Linked DNA regions of Drosophila melanogaster: regions 1 and 3 are each linked to region 2. The links are chromatin contacts, called in public Hi-C maps. All regions are on one chromosome and are shown on one strand. The core of a region is the stretch at or near the end of the contact, and the rest is flanking DNA. Distances in the headings are between cores, read along the strand shown.

Region 1 (2,982 bases), core at 440-2,939, 260 kb after region 2:
TTTTGGACCAGCGAAGGTTTCCTTGGGGTGTCTGCGCCATCAGTTTATGGTTCTCCCCCTTTTTTTGGGGGGGTTAAGAGGGCCATGTGTCGAAGAAGGCCAAGCACTGATCTTAGCCTGTCTGATGCAAAGAACATTCAAAAACACAAAGTGCCCAAGAAAAGTTGAAGAAAGTTTTCATGCTCAAAAGCAAAATAGGCAAACTTTCAGAAACAGATATTTGATATTTTTACCCTTATCTTAGGGAAATAAAGAATTAGCATCTTTGCGATGTCCATTGCGTGTAATATCTGCCGTTAACAACAAATAACTAAAAACTAGTTAAACTTATAAAGAACTGTTTTTCATGCATTTAAAATGAGTAAACTTGAAGTTTAAAAAACTCAATTAGTCAATACCTTTTAAAAAAATCAAAGTCTATAGCATAATTTAAAACCACCTTCACTTTATGCATTTTTAAGAACAAAGGAGTATAATATGTATGAAAAGTGCACAATTACAACATTAAAGAGAATATCAAACAAATAAATTTACTGCATTATTTATTTATTTATCAAAGGCGCATAATTGATCAAATTAGCACTTGATTGCTAAAAGGAAATAGAAACTGAAAATTATGGATTTACATACACTAACGCAAATTAAATTTACGATTGTGTAAATTGGCTAAATCTTCATTTGCACACAAAGTAACATCCAAACGAACGGCTCTTTGTTAGAGTGCAAAAATAATAATCTAACGAAGTGCAATTAATTCAAAATGAAGCGAAATAAAAGCAGACCACGAAATGGCACACAAGGAATCGAAAAGAAGAACGTAGAGGGGCAGGGGAGAGAGAGGGGGAGTAAATAGCAGTGTCATGAATGAATGCGATGTGCGGAAGTGTGTATGTGTGTCAACGGGAAAGAGATAGAACGAAAGCTGATTGCGGTATTTGCATCCCGCCGCGAGCGAGCGAGATGGAAGCTGCAGCGAGCGACAGGCGCGTGCATGCGCCAAATGCCTGATTGGAATGGTACGTACACATTTCAACATTTCCACACGTTTCTGCAGCTGAAAAGCTTTTGGCGCCAATTTTGCGCCAAGCAAATTGCAGTGCAGCAGCACCAGCAGCAACAACAAAATCACAACAATCAGCCGCAGCAGCAGCAGCTACAAGCCAACAAACAAACAAACTGGTTTTTCATCGGCTGACCGACAATTGCGGCTGAAGGCGAAGGGCAGGCAAAGCAGCTGAAAAAAAAAGGAAAACCACCGAAATCCCAATCCACAAATGCACAAACCAACACGACTGTGGTGTTTTTGTTGTGGTTAAGAGAGTTTTATGCTAATTATTGGGGGCGGGGCAACAAACACACACCACTGGCGTCCCACTCGATACACATATACAGTTGCTTACGCTTTGTTCGCTGTAACGAAAGCAGCAACAAAGCAACCAAAAGCAGAACCATTTACATACACACACACACATCGATACTCTATTGCTTACAAAGCAAAAATCTTAGAATGCTTCTATTTAGCAGATGATGTCACTTACCTATTCTGGTTTTGAAGCCAAAATGTGCGGCACACTTTAAACTTGATAATTACAATGGGTTTTCCCCAGTTACACGGTTTATTCCGTGGTTTTGAAACGATTTTTTGGGAGCGACGAGCAGGTCGCAGGTGTAGATGAAGACTATTTACCATTCGCTTTTGCTCCGCTATTCTACACACAGGGTTGCATTGCGCTGGCGACCAGTGTTGCAGGTGGCACGTCGATTTGGCGGGAAAGTGGCGGGCATTTCGAAAATCAAATTTTTGTAAATAAATATTAAATATTATATTACCTATTTACATTCTTTATTTTCCAAAATAATTCAATAAAACAAAGAAAACGATCAATGTAATTGCTCTTTTCTTTTTTACAGGCAGTGCCTACATCTTTATTGCAACACGAAAGCAAACAACGCTTGCAACATTCACATATCCTCCACGCTGTACTTGTAGGCCTCATCCTGCACGGCCCGCCGTTCGTTCTGTTTGTCGAACCAACGCTGCTCGTAGCCGTTGGATCGATCGACGCCATCCCAGCGATATCCTGGTCGGATGCCAAATCGGTTCTCCGGAAAGCTGCCCTCGTACTTGGGCATCACCGGCTTGTTGTCCTGCTGGTCGCGTTTCTTGCGCTTCTGGCGCATGTACTCCAGCATCGGGTCGTCGGCGTGCTCCTGTTCGCGCAGATGCCTGTCCAGATCCTCGTCGTTGGCATAGCGAGCCACCGGTTTGGAGGCCTCATGGACCATCTCCTCCAGGCGGGACTTGTGATCTTCTATTTGCTTCAACCCCTTGCCCCAGCGATCGTACAGTTCCTTCTTCTTTTTCTCGTGCTCCTCTTTGCGGCCCTGCTCGGCGGGATCCTCATTGGCGGCATCTCGTGCTCGGTGTCCCTTTCTGCGAGTACTGCGCACCTGCACATCGCCATCACGACCGGAAATTTCGCTGGACATTTTCTCGAATAGTTCATGTTCTTGTCGACGCCTTTCGTCGGTTTCCTTCTTCAGCGATTTCGCATCCTGCAGTCCAGCTTTCTTGCCATCTAGTGTCTTGGTGGATTTCGGCTTGTGTGTCGGAGGTGGAGATGCTGATTTGCTGGGCGATGCCTTGGCCCAGCGACTTTTCCTTTCTTCCTTGAAGCGATTACGAGGCGGTGGACTGCGCTCTCGACTTCTGTGATTTCTGGCCGGGCTTTGGTCGGAGTCGTGACGTCTGCGTGGTGATTTGTCTCGTTTTCTGGTTGGACTTTGGTCGAAGTCTCGTTTTCTTCGCGGTGGCGATTGATCTACATCCTTGGGTCTTCTTGGCGGGCTTTGATCGGAGTTTCTTCTCCTCCTTGGCGGCGTTTGCTTGTCATCTCTGCGTCTTCGGGGCGGGCTTTGATCTGAATCCCGCCTCCTTCGCACTGGAGACTGGTCATTGTCTCTCCGTTTCCTAGGCGGACT
Region 2 (2,777 bases), core at 85-2,584:
TTTTGGTTGCGCTGCGAACGATCTGCCGGCGTTTGGGCCTTTGAACCGAGACGGTCATGCACCGATCGCCTTTCAGACCGGTCTTCCTTGGCCTTGTCAGCCGAAGAATCTTTTTTGGGGCTCTTCTCCTCCGCCTCCTCCTGGCGGGAATCGATCTCCGGTTCAGCCTCTGGACGCTTTTCGGGTGTCTTCTCGCGTCTGTTAAAAATAATGGGGCTCTTAGCTTTTCGTGGTGGAGCCTCCAATTTCGGGGGATCCTCTTCTGGCTCCTGGTCTACAGACTCCTCCCTCGCGCTCAAGTTCAACAGATCCTCATCATATTCATCGCTTTCATCCCCGATCTCGCCAATCTGGCGTAAATGCTTCTTGGCTGCATGAATTTTCTTTTGGATTTCGGCCAGCTCAGCGAGGTCTTTTTGCCGGTTAACACCGATAGTAGTTGAGATGATCTCAGACACAGCGGGCACATCCAGCGCCCTATTGGCCGATGCATCCTCATCCTCGATGGACTTGCGATTTTTCTTTTTGTGCAGGATCTCGTCTTTGGCACTGAGATCAATGTCCATGGTTTTCTTTGCCTTCTCGAGAAGCTCTTCGGCAAAAACATCCGTGATGGAACTGACAATTGGCATGGCATCTGAGGAACTTGGCTGTGGTTCCGACAGCTCATCTCCGGACTTTCGGTGCGGTCGCTTATCCTTCTTGGATCCTTTTTTGTCCTTCTCCTGACCGCGAGACTTGCGCTTCTTGCTGGAAGCTGAAAAAATTGGAGTTAGTGGGTGCTTAAGTATGATGAGCATATCCATCATACCACTGGATGTGGGGAGTGTGACCTCTTGGAGCTTTTGCAGCACTTCGTGCAGCCAGGTGACAAAGAGGTCAGTTTGATCGCCTAGGAATAGATTCAGCTCGGCGTTCATCTGCTGTTTGGTGCGCTTGTTGGCCACCATGACCATGACGTAGTCCGGCAATTCATCGTCTATAAAACCGGCCGATCCTCCGGTTCCCAGCTCCAGCAGCTTTGCCTTTACGGCGCTCTATTAATGAAGTGCAAAAATATATATAGTATTGGAGTATCCAATCCGAGCGGTATCCATAACGAGTTCATTGATTTTTTTCCAATGACTTACGCGCATCTTCTGACCAATCTCGCTGCCCAGATTGCACTCCATGTTTGCTGGTTTATCTATCGCCTTTTTCGCTGTTTATTCGCCGCGAGCATTTATTATTTACGCTTACTTTGTGGCTACACTCCACTTTTTGTTACATTAGAAAATGGCAAAACCTCCCAAAAAAAAAAAATATCGCAGCTGCTCCGATATTCATAACTAGTGGTGTGCGTTTGACATTAAGGGTATTCACGTTTAATTCACACGTTTTATAATGTATATATCGATTTTCTATAAACATAGCTTTAAAATAATAAATAGTTACAGAAATTTCATTTGAAATTAAAATGGCAAATTAAAAACTTCTGAAATTTAAAAATGCTCCTGGCCATGGCCATGAACTGAAGTGCAACATAACTTCAAAATAATCAACACCAATGGGACAATTTAAAAATATAAAAAGATTTCACTTGTTATTCATTAAATCATAAGTCTAGTTATCAAGAATTTGTGTAGTAGCTATTAAATTACATTCGAAAATTAAAAGCGAATAATTGCAAACAGTTTATTTAATCACATAGCTAAATATAAATTTCATAATAAGCTTAAATTCCAAACCAATGGCTACGAATATGTTTGACTGAGAATTAAAATTCTCAATTTGAAGTAAATATCTTAGATTGTAGAATCCTGCGAAGCATTTCAGTGCATCATCTCAAATTCAAATACGAAAATTGGCTCCTTCGGCTAAGACTCGATACCCATCTTGTGAGCCCCGCCACCAACTATCGATACGCAAAGGCATTTCATTCGGTGGGAATGGCAATCGAGTGTCACACGGGAAGAAGAAGCTGCGAAAAGAATTTTAGAAGAAAGCAACTGCAATTTTGTCATAATCGGAGCTGCAATTCGCAATGAATAATGGAAACTAGACAACCCAGTTCCGGTGATGATCTAAAGCCAGGTGCGTACCGCCCGGTGGCGCAGCGAGTGCGTCCAACGGGGCTACCAAAGGCAGCCCCTTTGACTTTGTGAAATGTGTGTCTGTGTTTCGCTCGCCCTTCGAATCGAATGGCTGCGTTTTTTCGACTGCGTTTCGCCAAGCGAAATTCACGGGCCCCTTTGGCCAGATATATCTGGAATATTGACGACTCCCAGCGAGCGCATTTTCGACAACTTGTTGCACTAAAACCCGTGAAATCCTCTATCTTGCAGAGCTGTACTTCCTCATTTCCAAGTTCCTGGCCGCGGGACCGCTGGAGGAGACGGCGAAGGTGGGTTGAAAGCAGCGCTCGCGCGAGATCGCATTGGAATCGTATTTCGCGCTAAAAGAGCGGAATTTCGTTTTGTTTACAAACATTTACATTAATTCTGAAACTAAATTCTATCCAACTGTAGGTCTTGATCCGGGAACTCGAAGAGAAGAAGGTGAGTTTTGTTGGTGCTGCAGCTGTGTTTTTGGCACAGATATTTCGGACTCGAATTGAGAGGGGGGCCAAAAAAAAAATAGAAAACCGCGTTTGTTTATACGCTTTGTTTTGGTTTTGTTGTTGTTTCTGCTGCCGGCAGCGAACGACGAAAAACCCACTTGTACGTCCGCTTGTCTCAGAGTTGGGAATCAGACTGAATTGTGGATTTGCTGGGGCCACGTGAATATATAGTCCATTA
Region 3 (2,863 bases), core at 1-2,500, 260 kb before region 2:
ACTTTTCCGTACTGGAAGACTCCCACGCAGGAGTATGTGGTGCCCAAATCGATTCCAATGGCTGGCATCTTGGCTATTTCTGTTGCTTTTTAGTTTGAACTTGGGTGCGTTTTCTTGTGGATAGTTTTCAATAATTTGTATGCTTCTTTGCGTTTTGCTTTTCTATTTTTTCACTTGGTAAAGACGTTTCAGTTTTCAACTGTCACTCTGAACTGCTTTTTATTTTTCGTTTGCTGAAGTGTTTTCACTTTGGCTGTTTGATTTCAAATGTAGCGTCTGGGAAATTTGCGCCCGTATTTATACTCAGTCGCCGGGAGGGGAAAATTCGAGATTTCCCTGCGAGAAAGGGTCAGAACATTCCAGTCAGTTCGTGTGTGTGCGAGCGAGTCAACTAGTGTGCACTTCGCAGGGGAAATTGTCAGTTGAAAGGACTGAAAGTTCAGGAAATTTCGAGAAATATATTTTTTTTATTGACATAGGTCATCATTCCAAGTGGTCATTAAACTAAATTCGTATGCAAGCTATTTTTGGCTGATTTGCGGATTGATACGTTAAGCCATTCATATTTTTAGATTCTGTTTTTGGTTTATATCTCTTTTATTATATGTGCAATACATATGTGTGTATTTTTCTTCTGATTGGAATATTTCCTCTGCAGAATATGACATACAATTACCTTAAAAGTTGAACACACTTTTCAAAACTTAATTATTCCAATTAATTATTTCCAAAAATTTAAAGAATCGTACTGCTCTATATCCAGGATACATAAATATATAGATACATATATAGGATGTACATAGATAGGATGTATATAGAATACTTCGTAGATCGATACAATCTTTAATGTGTTTATAAATAGGGAATTTTAAGATGCAAGAGCAAATGAAAAAAATCTCAGCTTGCATTATGAATATACATATGAAAATGTATAGATAATTGTACATATTAATATATATATAGTTCTGATTTCCATGACCTTTTGAAGGGTATTATGAAAAGATCCTGAAATGAAGAACAAGCCATTGGAAAATCTACAGTGATGATTGTTTTAAACCGAAAATGCCTTCGGTTCGCATAAGCCCAAGATTATAAATTATTCATTAGTTTTAAAATGTTTTTGTTTACAAATTGTATTTTGTAAACAAAGACGACCGATAGTAATCGATAGTGGTTAATTTGAAATGAAAATTGTACTATCGCTGATGTATCCCATCGATAGTTTGTTTTCTACGCCTTGCCATCTCTAGCGTCTGATATTGATGGCGTTAGCCGGATACGGTCATACTGTCATAAGAGAAAAAAAATTATTTCGCGCTCATATTGTTATTTTTCTTGGATATTTGTTGCAATCGAGCGTGTGAATGACCGAAGAGGACGACGATGTGGCCCAAAGGGTGGCGACGGCGCCCGTCCGCAAGCCGGACGACGAGACGGCCTTCCTGGAGTACATCGAAATGGAGAACTTCAAGTCCTACCGCGGTCACATAGTTGTGGGTCCTCTGAAGCAATTCAACGCTGTTATTGGGCCCAACGGATCAGGCAAGTCAAACTTCATGGATGCCATCAGTTTCGTGATGGGCGAGAAGACCAGCAGTTTGCGAGTAAAGCGCCTGAACGACCTCATCCATGGCTCCTCCATTGGCAAGCCCGTTTCCCGCAGTTGCTACGTGACCGCCAAATTTGTGCTGAACGAGGAGCGCCACATGGACTTCCAGAGGGCGGTTATCGGCGGCTCCTCGGAATATCGTATCAATGGAGAGGTTCGTATTGACAACCAATCCTCTTATTAGCCAATTAATCATATCCCCCATTTAGAGCGTATCGAGCAGCACGTACTTGAACAAGCTGGAGAAAATTGGCATCAATGTTAAGGCCAAGAACTTTTTAGTATTCCAGGGAGCTGTTGAGAACATAGCCATGAAGACACCCAAGGAACGCACTGCTCTATTTGAGGAAATTAGCGGGTAAATTTTAATTTTTTACCTAAAATCCGGATTTTTTGACCCGTGTTCACTTTTCCAGTTCTGGCCTGCTTAAGGACGACTATAATCGACTTAAACAAGAAATGATTGTTGCCGAGGAGGAGACCCAGTTTACTTACCAAAAGAAGAAGGGCATCGCGGCGGAAAGAAAAGAAGCCAAGCACGAGAAGATGGAAGCTGATCGCTACACTCGCCTGCAAAATGAATACGTATGACTCTTTATTCTGCCAACTCTATCCAATTAGCTACATCTTTTTATTCTAATAGAATGAAAAACAAGTGGAGTATCAATTATTTAGGCTATTCCACGTGGAGAGGGACATCCGGAAGTTTACGAGCGATTTGGAAGTGAGGCAACAGGAAGTTAAAGCAGTCGAACAGCGAAAAGAAGCTGCCGATGAAATCCTGCGCGAAAAGAAGAAAGACGCCGGAAAAATCACCCGAGACCTGGCCAAAATCGATCAGGAAATCAGAGAGTTTGAAACCCAGATGAACAAACGCAGGCCCCTTTACATCAAGGCCAAAGAGAAAGTTACCCACTGCAAGAAGAAGCTCATTTCCCTACAGAAGACTCTGGAAACAGCCAGGGAGGCGGACAATGCCCATCAGTCGGACATACGGAAACTGGAGAAGCAGCTGGCTGATGTGGAGGCCCTGAAAAAACGTTTCGAGGACGAGATCGAGAACGAGTCGCAGCGCCGCGGCAAAAGCGTTAACATGGAAGAGGGCCTTGTGCAAGAGTACGATCGCCTGAAGCAGGAGGCGGAAGCCACAGCTACGCAGTACCGTTCAGAGCTGGACTCAGTAAACCGGGAGCAAAAATCCGAACAGGACACGCTTGATGGGGAGACAAATCGTCGCGCCTCCGTAGAGGAGTC

The links. A called contact is a pair of places that touch in the nucleus more often than the background predicts.
Region 1: a Hi-C map of the Kc167 cell line shows a contact between it and region 2, with 1.9 times the contacts expected there. A contact is called at or near these places in 3 of 107 Hi-C or Micro-C datasets (the Kc167 cell line, the S2 cell line and eye imaginal disc).
Region 3: a contact with region 2 is called in a Hi-C map of the Kc167 cell line, with 2.4 times the contacts expected there. A contact is called at or near these places in 5 of 107 Hi-C or Micro-C datasets (the Kc167 cell line, the ML-DmBG3-c2 cell line, cellular blastoderm embryo and 2 more).

What each region holds. Positions count from the first base shown.
Region 1 is chr3R:24,581,175-24,584,156 of dm6, forward strand. It overlaps REPTOR (Repressed by TOR), which reads right to left and starts at 1,690. Exons shown (of 5, transcript NM_170151.2): 1 at 1,539-1,690. It overlaps CG13625, which reads right to left. Exons shown (of 1, transcript NM_143015.4): 1 at 1,893-2,982. The coding sequence ends at 1,963.
Region 2 is chr3R:24,317,085-24,319,861 of dm6, forward strand. It overlaps Nab2 (Nuclear polyadenosine RNA-binding 2), which reads right to left and starts at 1,335. Exons shown (of 5, transcript NM_142986.4): 1 at 1,131-1,335; 2 at 812-1,037; 3 at 1-757. The coding sequence starts at 1,172. BRWD3 reads left to right here and starts at 1,916. Exons shown (of 15, transcript NM_170139.3): 1 at 1,916-2,073; 2 at 2,325-2,383; 3 at 2,508-2,537. The coding sequence starts at 2,031. It also overlaps asRNA:CR46093.
Region 3 is chr3R:24,057,037-24,059,899 of dm6, forward strand. SMC1 (Structural maintenance of chromosomes 1) reads left to right here and starts at 1,251. Exons shown (of 11, transcript NM_142954.4): 1 at 1,251-1,763; 2 at 1,819-1,967; 3 at 2,026-2,194; 4 at 2,253-2,863. The coding sequence starts at 1,365. Hsp68 (Heat shock protein 68) reads right to left here and starts at 274. Exons shown (of 1, transcript NM_079750.4): 1 at 1-274. The coding sequence starts at 68.